Regions from separate parts of the Mus musculus genome. Here region 1 is linked to region 2. The links are chromatin contacts, called in public HiChIP or PLAC-seq maps. All regions are on one chromosome and are shown on one strand. The core of a region is the stretch at or near the end of the contact, and the rest is flanking DNA. Distances in the headings are between cores, read along the strand shown.

What was found. HiChIP or PLAC-seq counts read pairs in DNA pulled down with a chosen protein or histone mark.
Region 1: a FOXA1 HiChIP or PLAC-seq map of pancreatic cancer cells shows a contact between it and region 2. The contact joins two enhancer-like sites. A contact is called at or near these places in 4 of 115 datasets of contacts at active chromatin or transcription factors (differentiating embryonic stem cells, embryonic stem cells, extraembryonic endoderm stem cells and 1 more).

What each region holds. Positions count from the first base shown.
Region 1 is chr2:103,324,199-103,326,898 of GRCm38.p6, forward strand. No RefSeq gene overlaps it. Among named protein-coding and RNA genes, the nearest start is that of Ehf, 22 kb to the left of the region's middle. Within about 2 kb of position 1,328, at least 42 of the 459 cell types and tissues checked have an H3K27ac peak or open chromatin away from gene starts, as enhancers often do. A contact at or near this core is called in pancreatic cancer cells, where this site is marked.
Region 2 is chr2:102,763,736-102,766,435 of GRCm38.p6, forward strand. All of the region lies in intron 8 of Slc1a2 (solute carrier family 1 (glial high affinity glutamate transporter), member 2), which reads left to right. Among named protein-coding and RNA genes, the nearest start is that of Gm13872, 18 kb to the left of the region's middle. Within about 2 kb of position 1,381, at least 45 of the 459 cell types and tissues checked have an H3K27ac peak or open chromatin away from gene starts, as enhancers often do. A contact at or near this core is called in pancreatic cancer cells, where this site is marked.

The DNA of each region.
Region 1 (2,700 bases), core at 78-2,577, 560 kb after region 2:
TTCTAACAAACCATAAGACCAAAATGGCTTTGATCATGGTCAGCATAGCACAAGGCGCTTTGCGGCAGCTGCTGGGAAGGAGGAGAGGAGGGCACTTTCAGGCTGTGCCAGCTTCCTTTGCCTCCCACCATGGGAGCTTCCAGCTGGCAATCATTGAGTACTTTTTCTTCCACTTGTAAAAGTTTTGGGGGTGGGGGTGGGGGTTATCTACAATATTCTGAAAAGGCAGGCAGTAACTTAAAAATTGAAGCATCTGTACTGGGTCCAGCTGATAGCATCAGCAAGGAGGTGGGGGACACTTATCAGTGAGTTCCCAGAGACATAAATTAAAAGCCCCTTGAGGGTATGAGATTGGTAAGATGTTGTGGGAAACCCTGGCAGGGGCATGAGCTGTGCTGCGATCCAGATATTACAGGTTGGCTCCTCCTCTGTGGCTGAGGGAACTTGTCTCTATACTCTCAGCGCCCTCTCAGTTTTCCTTGTCACTCAGCATCTTCCTTCCAGTGGCTCTCATTCATAGCAAGGCATGAACAGCTGTCAGCACCTGGATGGAAGTCTGGGATTTTGATTTCCCCAGAATTCAAGCCTCCGACTGAAAGCAAACCACTCCCGTGAGAGCATTTGGACACTGGCCATGGGAAAGAGACAGTTGAAAGAGCCCGTTCTGTTGTTTTGAGGTCAGGGGGGAACTTAGATGGGATTCCAACTCCGGGAGTCAGCAGCAACGTGACCTGAAACAGGACAGCAAACTCTCCACTTGTAAAGAGGGCTTATTCTCTTGAACACAAGTTAGTATATAAAGTTGGGGGATAATAGATAGGAAGCTCTTGGGCTTGCCTAACACCGCCAAACCCTCCATCAATGACCAGGATTATGAGCTGTGCAGCCCCTTCTCCTGACCTCCTAGGAGGGGCTGGCCACTCCCTTTGACCTCAGCCTGTCTGTCGTCTTACCATGTTGGCCTAGCCTACAAACAGTATCCTGTCTGTCTTTCTTTTCAGCATGAATCCAGTAAAGGCAGGTAGCTGACTGACCTATCTGAGGTTTCCAAGCCCTGTACAGAGCTGCATGGACAACTTGCCCTGTTTGCTCCTTGGGGTTAAGTCTTGGCTGAAAGCAAAGGGTCCTAGCAGAGACAAATCAGTGGCTGCCAACAGCCTATCAGCCAGGTTCTGCAGCCTCCAGGGACTGGCATGCTTTTTTCTCCCCAGTGAACAACCTCGGTTTGATCCTGGGGCTTTTCCTGGCATGCCAGGTCCTGGCATGTGTGGGCAGGGACTCGCTAAGCTCTGGGTTGGGCATTTTCTCAATTGTTTCTTTCTCTTTTTCTTATCTCTGGCTAGTTAGTGATTAACTGCACTCAGAAAGTTTCCCAGCCTCCCCAGGAGCACAGGTGGCCACTGGGTTAGAGAACCTGACTCAGACTCGGTTCTCTTTGCAAGACCAGGAGGATTTGAGGCACAACCCTGGGGAATCACACACCCTTTGGGGCTGGCTAAGGTCTAGAAGGTTTGCTGGGAAGGATGCAAGGATGTGGGTCTGCTGGTTCCTTGTGGGGTAGGCGGAGCTGAGAGATGATGACCAGGGTGTGGAAGACACGACCCATTCTGGAAGATGTGTGTAAACCCTGACCTTGGGTAGCTTCTATCTTGGGTTGCTCCTTTTGCAGGTGGCTCCTGTAGGTGGAGAGCAGAGCAGCCACTTGGTAGCAAGGTCCACCCCAGTGAGCCACAGAAGAGAGCCAAAGAAGCTCGTTTTCTCAAAAAGGCTTTGCTTTCCTCCTGTTTGTTCGCTTGCCCTGATCAAGATGGAGAAGACCCTCTGTTACCATCCACTTCAGCCTGGACTTGGGTCCCTTGGCTCATGCCCACTTGGCTCCTTTTCAGCTCAGGGTCCTCACCTTGGCTGTTCTCTCTCTACCTCATTTGTCTCCCCTATACTGGAGGACAACCTCCTCGTGCTCCCATGTTTCACTCTCAAGCTTCCCAGGCTGGAAAGGCAGCACCAATGCCCCAGCTCCACTCCCTGTGGTGCCTGTTTGTGCACTAAAAATATTAGGACTCCCTTTGCTTGGGAATTTAATGTATAACGTTTAAGCTCCCTGAGGACAGGTCTTTGTGATGGTCATAGCTGCAGCTACAGAGACTGCCAGAACCCCCTGGAGCCCAGAAAAGCTAAAAACATTTGTAGGATTGATGAATGAATCAATGGGCAACCTTCCTTGCATGCTCAAAGGGGTTCATTGCAATAAGAACTATAGTTCTAAATCAGAGATCCACAAACTATAGCCCTCTGACCAAATATAGGCTGTTGTCTATTTTTTTTTTTACACCTAATGTGCTAAAAATATATTTTACATTTTAATTGATGGAAAAAGTAAAAAAGATTAGTATTAGTAAATGTGAAAACCATATAAAATTCAAATTCCAGCATCCATACCTAAAGTTATACGGACACAAAAACAGCATGCAACCTCTGTGTGTCCTCTGTGGCCGCTTTCCACCACAATAGCAGGGTTCTGGACAGGCATTGTCCAGTCTGGGAAGTTGAGAATATTTCCCTCCAGCCTCTTTCCAGCAAATGTTTGCCAAGTCATACTCTAAATAATGCTAACAAAGGAGGCAGAGATGGTATCCACTCGGATACAAATTTGGATGAGGACAGGAAAGGAGAAGTAAAGTCACACAGAAGGAAGACATC
Region 2 (2,700 bases), core at 131-2,630:
TACCTAAATGTGGGCCACACTGCCTCTGGTATAATGCGATTGGGCTGCCTTTGTATGTTGATTGATCTGACCTTCACAAACACCTCGTATTGTATATGCTAGAGTAGAACCTCCATCTCCTCATGTGTACCATGGCAACAGCAATCACAGAATTGGGGTGGTTAGGAGCATCATACATGACACATATCACATATCAGTAGATGGGAGCTATTGGAATTGTTCCTACCCAGTGACGTTCAGTAAAATATAACCGTGGTCCTGTAATACGAAATGAGAAAGCAGCTGTGACACAGGGAGTGCCACAAGTTACTCAGGATGGAAAACTTGCTTCAGATTCCAGTATGAAGCATGAATCTTGTCCAAACACATATCACATGAGACTTCCAACTTCCCACTCATCAAAACTCTTGACTTAATGAAGCTGTTGGCAAAGTAATGATAGCTTTATGTCCTTTCATTCTTGGCCCTGACAGCAATCAGGCTTACCCTCCAGTGCACAATGGGATTAGAATCAGAGCAGTGACTGCAAGACCGGTATTTCACTGATATTACAGAATTCCATTTACTTGTAATTTATTTCATATTAACAATGCTACTGTTGTGAAATTTCATGAGCAAAGGATAAGGTTGACTACATATGTTTAAGTCTTTGCTTCTGAATAAACTTAGCCAAAATCTCCTTAATTTTTAGAAATATGAAAGTTTGGCTTACATAGGCACCTGCATGGCATATGCACAGTTCTCTGCCTGCAATGTATTTGGGGAAAAATAGCCAAGTCTAGCTTTATGCTGTGCTATTGTGTGAATCCTAATTCTCTCTTCTCCCTCATGTAGGAGTACAATGACCAAGAACTTTCTGTATATTTATTAAGTTATAGAGCTTCCAGGGTCATCAAGAGCCAGCATGTAGCAGAAGCAAACAGAGGGGTGTTCAAATCCCAGAAGACCACATTGAATTTGTGTGACCCTAAGTTACCTGATCCATGGAATCGCTGGTTGTCTCATGGTGAAAGAAGCTGTTTATGTGCCTTGCGTGGTTACTGTGAGGTTCTGCTTTGATGTTGTGTACACAGAGCTTGGCACAACCTCCAGCAACCAGCCTCGAGAGAAGCCAGCCAGGGGAGTGGACTCCCAGACAAAGCAGAATGGGTCAAGGGACCAGGAGAAGGCTGAGAATTTTCTAGATAATACTGTCCATAAGGGGGGGGGGGTTACTAATATTTGACTCCTAACAAGATTTTTCACAGTGCTTGTAAGAGTGACTCATGACCAGAGCAACCCAGATTGTAAACAAAACAGCCAAGGCTAAGGATGACTGGAACCTGGGAATCCCCACTTCCTTTCTGTCCTGTCAATACTGGGGACGGGCTGAAGAGTCTTTGCTGTCTGGGACTTTAGGGAAGTTTCACTCCCACAGCTGTCTCACCTTGTCCTCAAGTGCCCGATAAGAATGATAGATTACTTGGCTTGAGGGTTGTAATGTGCCCTACCTCTCTTAAGTGCCCATGTACTTATTGGTTCCTAAATGCCGCCGGCCACTACATGAAAGAGAAACCCTCATTTATCCTTTCAACCGGTGAGGAAGTCAGGATACAGTTGCCCAAATTTTGTATGTTGTTGACAAGTGGTAGAGCTAGGATTTGAATTTAGATTGTTTAAGTTCAAAAAGCTGCTACACACTGTATCTGCTGTCTCATATGGAGTTCTATGAAATATACCAGCTCCATACTGGTGTGACAGGCACAGACATGATCACTGGTGTGACAGGAAAGGGCACAGACATGTTCTGTATTGTATGTATGTAGACATGCAATAAACCCGAAAGGGGTAGCAAAATACACCAAACATCCCAGTCCCTTGGAGCTCCAGGGACCTCCAAATTGTTCTCAGTTACAAGTCTTGGGATTCTAGGCTGGGCCACACTGATGGCCTGACTTGGCCAAACCCTCCCATGAGCCTGGAGTGCTTGCTCTAGAAATATTTTAATGTTTTAACTACAAAGCAGGCAACCCTCATTGTTTCAGCACATACAAAGTCACATGAGAGACCTATTTTCAGAAGACTGTTCTATTCAGAAGCGACAGCTCTGGATATCAGGATATGGCTTACTTGTCAATCACAAGCTAGATTCCAAAACCCACATAAAAATACTAGGTATGGAAACAAGTGTGTTTAGTGCTAACATGGAGAGTGAAGAAACAGGCAGATGCCTAGCAGACAGCTGCCAGCTGGTGAGCTCTAACCCAATGAGAAATTCTGCCTCAAAGAGGGTGGATTGTATCTAAAGGTAGCATCAGAGATTGTCCTCTGACCTCTACAGCATATATACTCATATGTTCATGTGCACCCCAACATACATACTCACAAACAGTTAACAAATAAAAAGAAGAAATGATTGCTTCTGTAAAATAACCTACGAAGATGAGAAAAGTCACTGCCAGTTGGTGATCCTCAGAAACCCTTTGGTATGTAGACAGGACACCTGAACCCAAGATTAAACTTTAAACTCTGGGGAAAGAGTTCAAAATGGTCCCAGGTATGCTCCTAATATTGCTTGAAAAGTTGATGAAAAGAAAAGTTGAGAAATTTTTCTTTATTCCATTACCATTTTATGGCACCCTCTTTCTGAATAATGCATTTTCCAGCCTTGGGAGAAATGGCCAGGCAAGTGAAACCGAATGTATCTTGGAATATGTTGTT